4 separate regions of the Anser cygnoides genome follow, and all the other regions are linked to region 4. A link is a contact called in public Hi-C data. All regions are on one chromosome and are shown on one strand. Each heading gives the region's core, a stretch centred on a gene start, on an enhancer-like site or on the middle of the called end of the contact. The rest is flanking DNA. Distances are from core to core; before and after follow the strand shown.

What was found. Hi-C and Micro-C count contacts between places; a contact is called where the count stands out from the background.
Region 1: a Hi-C map of liver shows a contact between it and region 4, with 6 times the contacts expected there. The contact joins two enhancer-like sites. A contact is called at or near these places in 2 of 7 Hi-C or Micro-C datasets (both in liver).
Region 2: a Hi-C map of liver shows a contact between it and region 4, with 2.7 times the contacts expected there. The contact joins two enhancer-like sites.
Region 3: a contact with region 4 is called in a Hi-C map of liver, with 2.6 times the contacts expected there. The contact joins two enhancer-like sites. A contact is called at or near these places in 2 of 7 Hi-C or Micro-C datasets (both in liver).

What each region holds. Positions count from the first base shown.
Region 1 is chr2:113,648,624-113,652,041 of Taihu_goose_T2T_genome, reverse strand. No RefSeq gene overlaps it. Among named protein-coding and RNA genes, the nearest start is that of GATA6, 39 kb to the left of the region's middle. Within about 2 kb of position 1,376, at least 2 of the 3 cell types and tissues checked have open chromatin away from gene starts, as enhancers often do. A contact at or near this core is called in liver, where this site is marked.
Region 2 is chr2:113,608,658-113,611,868 of Taihu_goose_T2T_genome, reverse strand. No RefSeq gene overlaps it. Among named protein-coding and RNA genes, the nearest start is that of GATA6, 79 kb to the left of the region's middle. Within about 2 kb of position 1,663, at least 2 of the 3 cell types and tissues checked have open chromatin away from gene starts, as enhancers often do. A contact at or near this core is called in liver, where this site is marked.
Region 3 is chr2:113,941,871-113,945,028 of Taihu_goose_T2T_genome, reverse strand. No RefSeq gene overlaps it. Among named protein-coding and RNA genes, the nearest start is that of CABLES1, 13 kb to the left of the region's middle. Within about 2 kb of position 1,623, at least 2 of the 3 cell types and tissues checked have open chromatin away from gene starts, as enhancers often do. A contact at or near this core is called in liver, where this site is marked.
Region 4 is chr2:113,799,209-113,802,543 of Taihu_goose_T2T_genome, reverse strand. No RefSeq gene overlaps it. Among named protein-coding and RNA genes, the nearest start is that of RBBP8, 87 kb to the left of the region's middle. Within about 2 kb of position 1,678, at least 2 of the 3 cell types and tissues checked have open chromatin away from gene starts, as enhancers often do. A contact at or near this core is called in liver, where this site is marked.

The sequences.
Region 1 (3,418 bases), core at 127-2,626, 150 kb after region 4:
TGTAAAAACAACAACAAAACAGGAAAATGTTGAGAGAGTATCAGAAGTTTCTCCAAGAAATTTCTTCTTCCAAAGATGAGCTCTGAAATTTCTTCTCCTCTTTATTTTCATCTACATATTTTCAGCTTAGGTATTTCTTTTTTTGCAAGTAGCCATGCAAATGCTTAGCAGCTCCTGAGGGCACGTGAAACCCAACTCACCCCTTAAACTCCTCAGAGACAGCACTCAGTAATGCGAAGTATGAGATGATTACTTATTATATTCACACACCATCATGTAATTAAAACTTTATCTGAAGAAGAGAGAGGGGAAACCTCAGAGTTGATTTCATGTGGCTATCAGTGAAAATTTTTAATTGCTGTTATGTCCGCTCACATTTTTTCATACGTACTTCTAGGGTACAGTGAGGGGAAAGCTCACCACTGTAGCATGCCATTCACAGCATGGTATGAGGTTAGTTTTTTTTTTCTTTCTTTCTTTCTTTCTTCCTTTTTTTTTTTTTTTTGCAAGTGTTTCACATTTTTCCAATAGATGTGGGCAAAGTTTTGTGTAATTTTCCAGTGACCTTGATTATGCAATTCTGTGTGGCTGCTGCCCCAGGCGACATCAAAGATGCCACTCTTGTTATCAGGTCGTGGGCAGCCCCAGGGTGCTAGGGACACCCTGAGGGCACCTGGCCATGCCAGGGGCAGATGGCCCTCCATCCTGCCTTGATTGATGAGCTTGACCTGGGGAAACTCTTATTGCTCCTACTCCACTCTTTTTTTTAAAGCAGGTTAAAGCTGGCAGGCATAAATCTCACAGAGGCATCATCAGACAGGTGATCATACCCCCAAAACTCAAGGTATTTACGCCCCCCTCCAAATAGAGAGGGTGGTCCCAACCCAGCTTATCACATGCTTACCTCCAAACGGGGGCTCTAACCCCACTGAAGTCAAAGGGTTAAACTGGGCCTCCTTTGAAGTCTGCAGTGCAAACCTTCATCCCAACCGGGCCGTTCCTCCCCCCAGCGCTAAGTGCTTTGATGAATCAGCGCTGAAGCACCCAAACGAGGTGCAAAGCAACATCTCCTCCCTAGCATGGCAGGCCCAACCCTCACGAAGGATGATGGAGCTGTGGCCAGGGCATGGCCCTTCCACGCTTGCTCTCAGGGCCCATCATGGATAACAGTGGGAAATCCCACATGTGTTAAATCCACGATCCTCTCCACAGCCTGGCCACCATCACACAACTAAGGGTGACGACCTTGCAGAGGCCATCAGAAGGAAGCAGCACGGGAGTTACTGGTCTTGCTCAATAAACTCGCCAACCTCACTGTCAGCAACGGGTTACAGGAACGGGAGAAACCAACAGCAGATCAGAAGTGCGAAAATGCTGCTAATGTTGCAAAAAAAAACCCTCCCATCACAGATGGATTATTTTTAACTGTTACCATAATTTAAACCTCACCCCCCCAAAAGGCGAAAGTCACCTACACCCAGAGTTTCAGATGGTTCAGTGTTAGATATTTCCGGGGTAGGACCTGGAAAACCAACCTACGAGAGGTTTCTACCCGCTTCTCTTTGAGTACTCCTCTCCATTTTTTGTTCCCTTTTCCACAATTTCTTTTCCTTGCAAGCCTGGGAGGAAGGTTTGAGCAACCAGGTGATCTGTCTCCCAAGTGTTTGGTGTGATGAAGCGGAGAGGAATGGAAATCACCCACTCATCCTGGATTTTCAGAATTGCTTTGCTTTGCATCATGTTTCCTGCTACACCAGTAAAGAAGCATCTTTTTTTTTTTTTTTTTTTTTTTTTTTTTTTAAAGCAGAAAACTGAGTGAAAAATAAGAAGGAAGAAAAAAGAAAAGATAAGCTCTGGTCAATCAAGCCCCAGCTCTCTTGTCTCCAGTTTGTGATATGTTTTATGATCTCAGACACAACAGATTGTGAGCCTGCAATGTTTGGAAATGGTAGATGATTAAACCTTCTGGCCAGGTGTAAATGCAACCTTTGTCTTCTGCTCACTGTGTGAGAATCACCTTCCTTCTCAAAGTCCCCGGCTGGCCCTGGTCTCATCAGTGTTACAAACATCCCCTGCCTGGAGTCACAGCCACCATGCACTGCCACTTTATTTCTAATCTATAAATGCACCAATGCAATCCATACCACCTGAATTTTCCTGAGCTACAGAAAAGAAAAAAAAATGCCAAGCAAGCTACTAAAAATTTGAAAGAATGTGGCCTGTGAGTTTTTCTACTTCTTCTGCTGGGGGGATTTTGTACCAGGTAAATAATAAAAAATGTGTAATGATTGACTAGGCTTTTAAACCTGAACTGAAGGTAAGTTTGTCTTGCTGTTCCAGTTAAATATTCTCACTAGCCCCCTTCTCTTTCTCCAGTTTATCATGCCACAAAGTCCCTTTCAGCCTGATTCATTCTTTATTCTTTAGAAATTTGGGCAACAGTCAAATCTGACCTTTAGAGCCATAAACAAATTAAATTGTTTCACAACCAAATAATACGAAACAATATTGAATAGCTCAGCTTCCGCCGAGTTTCCTCTTAAAGAGAAAGAAGCCCCAGAACAGCACGACACCGAAAAATGGAAGATAGAGAGATGGAGCACGAGTGATGGGGAAACACTGGAGCACAAGTGGTGTTCATACAAGCGATGGGGAAACACTGGGGTCTGGCTCCGGACTGGCAGACACCAGCACTTGGGAAGATGCTGTCAGAAGCCTTAATTTACATAATTATTTACTCTGCTGGGAGCAGGGTGCTCCCCCAGGGCATGTCCCACTGCAAGCTTGTTGCTGCAGAGACCTCAGGCACTGGCAGCTGTGGTTCAAGGCGAAACCCAATGGCAGCCAACGTGTCCTCGGTGCCACCAGGCTGGAACCATGCCTCCTCTTCCCTCTGTTTGCCTGAACTTTGGCTGTGCACAGGGCGGCCTCCCTGCGCAGGTGGCACCCACTGCCACACGGTCCCCCTGACACAGACGAGGGGCAGGGCTGTGTCACCCGCTATCGACACCGCGGGGGCATCCTTGGCAGCCGTGCCATGCCCTTCCCCTGCGCCTGGGACGGAGCCCAGGTGGCAGCTGCTGGCCCTGGGGACAGCAGGATGCAGTAGGGCTCAGCACATCTGCGGCGCATCGCTGGAATGCGAAGCATCTGGCGCAGATGAGGAGGCTCGATAAGGCTCCTCGCTGTCCTTAAAAACGCTGTGGAGTGCCAGCTGGGGATTCCCCTGGCAAAGGTGGATTCCCTGCCTGGCACCAGGCTGATCCCAGGCGCTGGGACCACCACAAGCAGCCCAGTCCCAGCCCCCGGGGAGATGCCCTGTGGTCCCCTCTGCGGTGGGTGGCAGGGTCACACCCGCACGCCTGCTCACCTTGTCCCCTTCGCAAGGGGAGACCGTGGCTGGCTGCATACAGGGAGC
Region 2 (3,211 bases), core at 414-2,913, 190 kb after region 4:
AATAGCTTCATCCCAGGCAAATATTCCAGAGACTACCGTGACTCCTGTTTAAAGACAAACAGATAGAGTGAATTGATAAGGCAGGGGTCAACAATTGGTTCCAATATAAAACATTTCACAGAAAGCAGACCAGATCATGCTACAGTAACTTTTATTACAGAGATCAGCCTGGTTATGCATAATTACTATACACAGAAGTGCCTCATGCTTAGACCAGACATCATAGAGCTAAAATGGAAGCGTATAACAAATTAGTGTTAATAAGCAAACAATCATTAGAAGTGTTAACAAGTGATGGTGGAGAGGCTCTGTTTTTAATTTTAATACTGATCTCTAGTAAGTGTTATTATCCTCATAGAATAACATTTTATTATGAAAGCACATGCACAGCATTAAAGCCTTAGATAGCCCAGTGCCTGCCAGCAGCAATTGTAAACAAAAGTGAAAGAATCATTTGTGAAATGCCGACAGCTATCAGTATTCACAAAGTTTGTAGGATACAGAGAGGGCCAATATGCTGCAGCATAAACAACAAGAAATTGCCGTGGCCTGGGGCTCTAAGGAATCAACTAAGGATATTCAGTTTCTCCCCATTTTTCAAAAAAGCTTAAACACGCGGGCTTAATCTCAACTGATTTCTGACTGAGCTAGGGTCCTGAGTCTGTTAGATATTTTCAACTTTTTTTTTAGCCAATAGATTCCTTAGACATTCCCCTCTTATATAATACAGCAAACAGCTGCAACTAATCATTTTTCATTATGGTTTTGTGTATCTGCTTTGTTTTACAACAAATTTTACTCAAACAACAAAAATGCAACAGAACAACTTCTGCTTACTGTAAAAATGAGATTATCTGAAGATCGGCAGAAATGGAAATGTTACCAGATACAATTAGGCCAGTGTACTTATTCTAAACTATAGCTGGGAAAAGGATATGGATCAAGGGGAAAAAAAATAAAAATAAAAAATGAAGCTTAGAACACAATAAAATAAAATATTTTTGTCCATTTTCTGTTACTGTTCATCATATCCAGATAACATGAAAATTATCGACACATTTTACATGAGTACCTATTTATTTCTAGCAATCATTCCTCAGGCTTTGACTTGCAACTGAACCAAGTCACCAAGTAGGTTTACATTTCTGTGTCGCAAGTACACCGTTTCCACCCATCAGGAAAAGAGATGAGCGGGTCTGCATGCAGCAAGCGGCAAGGAACGTCCAAGCATCACTAGGGACAAGCAGCCCCCCCTGTGCTGTAGCCACCGCACCACACAGCAGATAAAGTGCACACAAATCGCTTTACTGCCACGGGCAAGCTAAACCTAGGAAAAGTTTACTGAATTATTAAATAAGCAATTCTGATAACACGAGATATTAAATGCAGATAACGTTGGGTCAACCAAACTAGTTTCTTTTTTTTTTTTTTAATTCTTCCCTGCAGAAATAATGGTGCTAAAGCAAGCACACCTCCCCTTCATACACGTACACCTCTCCTCAGAAGATAGCTAAAATCGGTGAAGAAAGGGAAAAAAAAGAACATAATACAGTGAAGTCCTACCGAGGAATAGCGTTTTAATGAACACACAAAGCAACTAGGTGACATCTTTATCAGCCCTCATAAACCTTGATTGAATACACAGCGATAAGCCCTGTTTAAACTGTCATCCTCGCGATAACACGCACAGAGACAGCGCGGGCCTTGGCAACGGCCTGCGGGGAAGAGGCCTCTCCGAAAGTGCAGGCACCGCGAGGTAGTAATGTACATCACGTAAACAGCCCAGAGCCAGCAAGGCTGGTGTATTTCGGGCTGGCCGAGCACATACACGTGCGTCTTCTGGTGGCAGCGGCCTGTGAGGGCCTAGCTCCACAGCCAGCCTGCCTGTGGGGACGGCGAGTTGGCGGGGGAAGACGGGCGCCCTCAGCCAGAGCGACCTTTGGCACTGAGGTCTGCAAACACCAACAATTTCATACAGGAGGTTTTGAAGGATTTGAGGAGAGCCTGCTCTGGTTTTCTTTCCTCTCTCTTTTTTTTAAAACCAGCGTTATCCACGTCGTGCATAACAGTCAGCACTTGGAAACAACTCAGGGACAGAATGGGTATGGAAGTCAGCAGTAATGTGACTTTTTATATCAGAGGATCTGGTCCTGAACAGCCGGGATATTTATTTCAAAAAACATATAAATAAATAAATATAATTAAGCATTTCAATATAATTAAGCATCTCCAGGAAATGTTTGTAATCTCCAGGAAAGTGAGGATTTGATTCATCCATGTTTCTGTATTTACTTCTAGCTCAACAACGAAACTGAAATTTACACTTGAACTTTTATTCCCTTTCCTCACCTCGTTCTTCCCTCTCCGTAACGCATGCAGTGACACCCTCTGGCAGCTCACCCAGCACCGCAGCACCACCAGCACCGCGAGGCCGAAACCCAAGGACGTCCAGAGCTGGCACTTCGTCACCCCTCCTTGATATTGCAGCTCAATGCCTTTATTCAACGTGGATTTCTTCCACCAGCTGCTTTAAAACATAACGACTGTTACTTGTTAACTATAATAAAATACATATTTGTATGTGATTACTAGTTAATTAATAAGTTAATAATTCCCGCTGCTTGGGAGGTGGAAGACAATAGTCCATTTTTTGCCTGTTTGGTCTTTGGCAGGCCTGTGAGCTAGCACTGGAGCTAGATTTTAGTTTTCCACCACAAAAAGGTCTGACACCACTGCACAGCCGGTATACCACCATGCAAGGGGCTGGCAGGGGAGGCGTGTTAGCTGCTCAGGAGCTCATTTATTCACTTCTAGGCTTTTTTGCATACACTAGCTGATCTCTTCTAGTACCATCAAGTATAACTTTTTCCTCATTTTACACATAGGAATGAGAGGAAACACAAACTATGTGGTTTGAGTGAAGACTCCCAGAAAACTCAAAAATCAAATCTAACAAATCCCAGTCTCATGGCTGCAATTAGAAGACACATCTCTTCAACTTCGTTAATGCAGTTTCTCTATAATACATGTAGGCTCCCAATCTTTAAACAAAGTGATCCAAGTTGAGGCTGGAACCCACACAAACACTACCAGTTACACAAAGTATTCACCAAAAGAAAAGGCCAGGTTTTAATTTAACTACAACCCGATGGTTTGGAAAGGATCAAGGGAAACTTCAGAAATTCCTGGAATGAAAAATTAGAAAAAAAAG
Region 3 (3,158 bases), core at 374-2,873, 140 kb before region 4:
CTCCATGCAAGCTTGTGACTGGAAGCAGTCATCCTGCCTCTTTATTTGCCTTCTTTCTCTAACTGGGCTCTCCTCTGCAGAGCTTTCCCCTGCGTGGCTGAAATTACCCTGTGCACTGTCTTAGAGAGTATCAATACCTCACGTTAGCCACAAAACAACACTGTTTTGAGGACTTCAAGGTGTCCTGCCCCTGTGGCAGTTATCTGAATGCCACCCATCAGCTGTATCACAGCCTTGAGTGAGCTGGATGATTTGTTGTGCTTTGTGCATACGTTGTAATTAAGTCACTAGGCAAGAGCGTTGTTTTTTTCTCTATTTTTAGTTTGTTTTGTTTGTGTTTTAATTATTATTATTTTTTTGGAGCCAAATTCTAAAGTCCATGTTTAGGGCCGCACACACTCAAATTTCCTTTAATTCTTGATAGGGGGAAAAAAACTGAGTCATGACCTTACAGTCCGAATGCGAGCAAACAATCTGTTACGGCAAACACACGGGGGGAAAAAAAACAATGATTCAAGGCAACAAGATCCTCAACTTGAGATCATCATTTTCACAAAGGCAGGGGGTAACAGCTGTCTGGTGATCACGGGATTAGATCTTTCCGCTGTTCCTGGAGTGACCTTAAATAAAACCCCCGATGCCGGCATGGCCGAGGCAGGCAGGGGCGGCGGGGATAAATCCCCGTGCAGCCCTTCGCAGCGTGCCGGGGCAGCAGCAGTGCCCATGCTCCCGGCTTTGGGGAGGTTTCTGGAGCTTTCACTTCTCACCCACGTTTGTGGATTTGTGCCATTAGGTCCAGAGCCTGGGGATTTAAACAGCCCCCCTCGTGCCGCGGTTATTTTGCTAAAATCATAGGCGAGAGGTCCCTGTCCCGCTGAAGGTGTAACTGAGAGGCATTACGAACACAGGGCTTACTTCCAAGATGTCTGTCTTTTTTTTTTTTTTTGGTTAAAAAAAAATCCTTGGATTTATGAAGCTTATTTTGTGCTAGATGTAAAAACACGCGTTCTTCCAAGCATGCAGCATGAATGAAAGTGAGCACTGAATTATGCTGACCTTTCAATTCGAAATTTTCCACCGGGTACGATTCCAGGACAAATATTGATTGAACGATCTGTGTGTGTGTGAAGTGTGGCCTGACACCCAGTGCGACCTTCCTCCTCCCTGCCTGATCACCAGCGGTGGCTTTAAGCTTCCTTTTGTACCAAAAACTCGTTTCATAACTGAGTTCCCCCGCTCTTTGGAACCCGGGTTTCTGTGTTTGTTTGCTCACTGAGCTGAAGTCTGTCAGGATATTTCTCTGTTTGGTTTCGTTGTTAGCTTTGTTGCCGTCCGAAATGGCCCGGGGCTGGTTTGTTCAAGGCTATTTTTCTGGGAGAGCTAGCAGAGGGTTTCGTGCTCTGCATGTTCGCCGGTGTCACCACGTGTGATTTTTGCCCCATTATGTGCTGCTCGCCCGCTCAGGCCAGAGGCACGTTGTGTTTGCACACGCGCTGGGCTCCGCTGCTTGTAGCATCCAAGTCTGGGAAAATGTCTTCCTGATGGGAGATTTTTTCCCTGAATTCTCATATTTGCAATTCCTATAGAAAATTATGTATTTTTTTGAGGTCACAAGAGAGCAATTTTCAAAATTGCTCTTAAAGTTGTGGAAGAAGGATGGCATTGAGCCCCTCCTCAAACTGCGCTCTGTTTTTGGAGTAGAAACAAAGGCACGTATGCCTGTTGTGGTATAGCAGGTTCCTCCAGCGAGGACAGATTTGGTCCCCAGCAAGTACTTTGCAGCAATGCAATCTGCCTTGGCAGGGACAGTGCAAAGGCCACGTGCACCTTCTGCACTCCCTGTAGCACTGATCCCGCAGGATGGCACTTTGCATGGGTGAGTCGGGCCTCCAATGATATATATATATATGCTATGTATATATATGCTATATATATATGCTGATATTTTTAGATGCTGCTGATTTTTTGGGATTCGGGGCTCACAGAGGCGATGTGGCAGGTAGAGAGGGAAGGGGGTCAGGGCCGCCAGCTTGGCCAAAGCTGGGGAAATGCTGGGTGCAGTAGAGGAAAGGCATGTGGATGAGACACTCTTAGGGATGCTCTTTATTAGAGGGAAAGAATAAAAATATGATAATTGACATTATAATTGGTTTTCAAAAACCCAGAGAGCAAGGAGCATGCCAGGAGGCTTCCCAGAGGAAAGCTAGGGTGGGAGCTGGAGCCTGGATTTATTTGTCCTTCATTCATGCCCTCACAAAAACTACCGATGTCCAGGCCTCCAGCTCCCACCAAGGATGTGCGCATCCGTGGAGCACACGTTGCTGCCTTCTGACCCTTATAAGAACCAGTATTATTTCTTCTCATGTTAATGAGAAATATTCATAGTGGTTTCTTCTAAGATTATGATTCTTACTTCTATATATAATATATATTTAAAATATAAACACATACAGACTATATATATGCATGCATATATATATATCTATATATCCCTTCCCCCCTCCCCGTTTTCCTTCTCTTCTCACAGACCAAACGGTCCCAGGGAGAGGACAGCAACTTTCCATCACAAATGCTTTTCCTGTGACTGTTTCTTGTTTTCTGAGCCTGCCACATGAAAGTAGACATAATATTTTCATTTGTCTATAAATAAACAGAAATCTGACTTCCAGAAAGCGTTAGCGCAGCAAGTCGAGTGTCAAGGCAGAAAGGCCCTCATGTTCTCCACTGCTGAGCCCCGCCGTGTACCCCGAGGTTGTGCTGGGACCCGGGGATGTTCATGAGGAAACACAGACACCCCCAACCTAAAATACAACAGCGAGGCCTGGTTGTGGAAGAGACAGGTCCTAAAACAAGGCCTAGGAAGCTGCTTTCACCGTGGCTTTTTCTGTATTCCTTCTTTCAGTCACAGCTGTGGTTTTGTGGACCTCCAAGCAGATGTATTGGTCTTCCCATGGCTATCAGAAAACACTTCTTTACTGTGAGGGTGACAGGGCGCTGGGACAGGCTGCCCAGAGAGGCTGTGGAGTCTCCTTCTCTGAGATACTCAGAACCAGCCTAGATGATGGGATCCTGCATTTGGGTCACGATACTGACCGCTCATTGTGACAGGCACGTGTCCGTGTTCGCTGCCCTGGTACCGGCCTTGGAAACCCCTGCTC
Region 4 (3,335 bases), core at 429-2,928:
TCCAGACTTATCCAAATCTCTTTGAAGGCATGGATTAAGGCAGGAACCCTGGGACCCAGGCCAAGAAACCTCAACAGAGCAGCAAGTCAGTGAGAAACCAAGAGTCTGTCCAGGGGAGCTGGCTGAGGAAAAATGAAGAAGTCCATCCCAGGGAGGCGACAGGAAGGGATCGTCTGTCTGGGGAAGGGGGGCTCTGCGGAGAGCCTAGTGAGGGAGATGAAAGAGAGGTGGGAGGGAGTGGGCTGGGTGGGGAGGGCTGGGAGAAGGCACACAGTGGTGGGCTCAGGCCCCAGTTGCCTCAAGCCAAGCCTGCTTTATGGGTCTGGGACCTGGGCTGCAAATCTTCCATGAAGAGATGATTATGGGAGGCTTCTGGTACAATCTGGCTGTGGCTGCATTAGAAACACCGGTAGGGCAGGCTGTTATCCCAGCACAGATTGCCTCGTGGGAGTCGTAAATAAGGGGAGACATGAGGAAATTGTATGAAATAATAAATGGTCCTGAGGAAGAAGACCAGGAGGTTTCTATTCACCTCGTTCCATGGCAAAGGACAAGAGGACATTTAATAAAACTGAAATATGGCAAAATAAGAACTGATGAAAGGAAATCCCTGTTCCTACAGTGCAGGCTAACCTGGTGTCATTCTTTAGTAGAAGACATCACTTAGTCTACAGATCTTTAGAGACTGAACAGAGGGTGAGATATACAGACGAGTAGCAGTGTTTTATCACCCCGTGGTAGTAAGGATTGTAAGCGACAGCAAGTTTTGATTTCCAGACCGTCCCACCTAAAACCAGTAAAGATGCTGGGGTTATCAGCTGAATGATTATAGCTTTTCCTGCCCTCTTTTTTTTTTGTTTGTTTGTTTTCCGGGCAGACTGAAGAGTTGCCAGGAGAGCAATCTTTCCGCTGGGAAGGGCAGGTCGAACAACCCTGGGAGGCCATGGCCATCAGCCGTGCAGGAAGGATGGACAGGAGCCAGCAGGACACGGGGCCAGTGGACACTTCCACTGTGCCCCGGGACCCTGTCCCACCGTGGGCTGAGATGGAGCCTCGACCACCCAGAACGACTCCTGAAGCAGGAGTTACCCATTTCCAGCCACCTAGTTTGTTGTTGTTGATGTTTGTTTGGCTTTGGTTTTATCTCAGCTGTTTCATTCATCTTTACGTTTGGTGGTTTATTTTTGCTACCCAAATTAACCAAACAACAGGCAATTAGGCTGTTTTACTGAATAAAAGATATGAACGTCCCATGTTTTGGGCTTCTAAAAATGGGTGGGAGCAGAAGCAACATCATCGATTTACAGACTTTTTTTTGATTAATGTTGTTGTGACTGAGATTGGAGACTGCCTTACAGAAGAAAAGCTGAAGTAGCTTCAGAGCAGAGTGGGAGCTCAACAAAGGTGTCTCCACACACACACAAAAGATAAACTGATACACAGGTAAAATAGGCACTTAGATTTGTAAGTAGAGACTATTTTTCTTTTTTCAGTCCCTTTTTAATGATGCATAGACTTTTTGCCTCTAAAGCTGCACAACACCCTCCCCCCTGGTTGACTCACACTGTAAACTAAATTTAAAATTCTTGGGAACAGTGGTTATGCCTGAGAGAAGCTTGTTGATCACAGAGAAGAAAAGACATCTGCCCAAATCAGTGCTCCAAACTCATGCAGTGCCTCTGAAGTTTGGTCAGTGCTTCGTCCTGTCCCCAGCCCACTTTATTTTGTGTCTTTTTTCGCTCCCCACAGGCAACAGGGGTTGCTTCTCTCTTGGAAGGTGAGGAAGAGCAGAAATTGTTAATGAAAATCTAATTATGTAAGACCTTGCATCAAGCTCCAAGATCTGACTGACGTGTAGCAGGCTGAGAAAAGTCCATCACATGGTGATAGAAGCCCAGGGACCTGCTGCATCTGCCAGCTACTATGTCAAGGACAGCAGCACAACAGTCATACGGGGGAGGCAGTAAGAGGGGAAGTGACAAGTTGCTTCCAAATTCAATAAAAAAAAAAAAAAAAGAAGAAAAACACATTCAAAATGTTTGTCTTAGAACTATTTTTTTCTGGTTAATATTTAACCTTTCACTTTTCCAAAGCAATGTTCTTGTTATCAGCTCCATTGCTGAAGGTCACATATAGAATAAAAGTCATATCTTAAACGTGAATAAATAACACAAGCAGAAATTAATTGAGTGCAAGTGACTCATGTGACATTTAAGGTTTTCTTTACCTACCAATGTAAGCAAATGGTGTAACCATGTCCCTTTTTGTCCCACGAGCTGAAAAGAAAGCAAGTGAGCCAGAAATGACCTATTGTGCCGCAAATGCACTCGAGCTCCATTAGGAAGGCTCTCATCCTGAAATCCAGCTATTCTAGGAAGCAAACCACTGTAGGATGAGGGGGTGACTGTGCCCTGGAAGGGGACGTGCTCCAGGTGTAGCGGAAGGCTCCCTGCAAACGGGGAGCACTGGGAAAGCCTTTGACTCGTGCTGTCCTGCAGTGAATGACAGCCATGATTTTGACTGATGTGGAGAGCTCTCTGATAAGAACCCAGGGGATAAAAACAAATGCTTTTGAGGAATTTGTGACCAATAAATCAATCATTTCATTAAAGCAAACAAATGCAATGCATATGGTTTACCTCCTGCATTTGGGGGTCTCAACAGCTTTCACATGCATGGGGGTTCATCCACTAAAGGGATTTGTTCATGAGCAGGGGAAATTAACTGGAATCTGGAAAGAGTTTCATTTGGATTTTCTTTATGGTAAATCCCTAGCTGTGTTTATTTATGGTTTAAAGTAGTCATACTCTTTCATAAGGGAGAAGCAGGGACAGAGAAGAAGTAAATGCTGCTATATAAGGATTTACAACAAAGACACCTGGCATGTTCATGTGGCTCATAAACACACATTTGTATTGCACAGTCCAAAAATATCAAATATTGAGCAACTTCTCTTTGATTGCAAAGATATTAATTCTTCATCCAAGATCCAGACACTAGGAAGAAAATACCCTGCTTTATAATGAATGCCTGAAGTGCAATTCTCCTGTTTGTACCAATTATTTGTACATTCCAGGAAAAAAAAATGGAATGAGTGTTCTGTTGTGGAGCAGATGGCTGTTTTCTGTAGAAGACAGAGAAGTAGCAACTGCTTCACCTACAGATTTAAGATCCAAATAATTTCCAAGATAACTGCTGAGAGGATTTTTAAGCTAATTATTAGTAATTAGATAGAATTTATTTACCGAGGTGCTTTGGTATTCTCTGCTTTGTGCTTAGCTGGTCAAATTAGGCTGATTGATTCTTCCTGTTTTAATGGGAATGAAAGTAAAGTC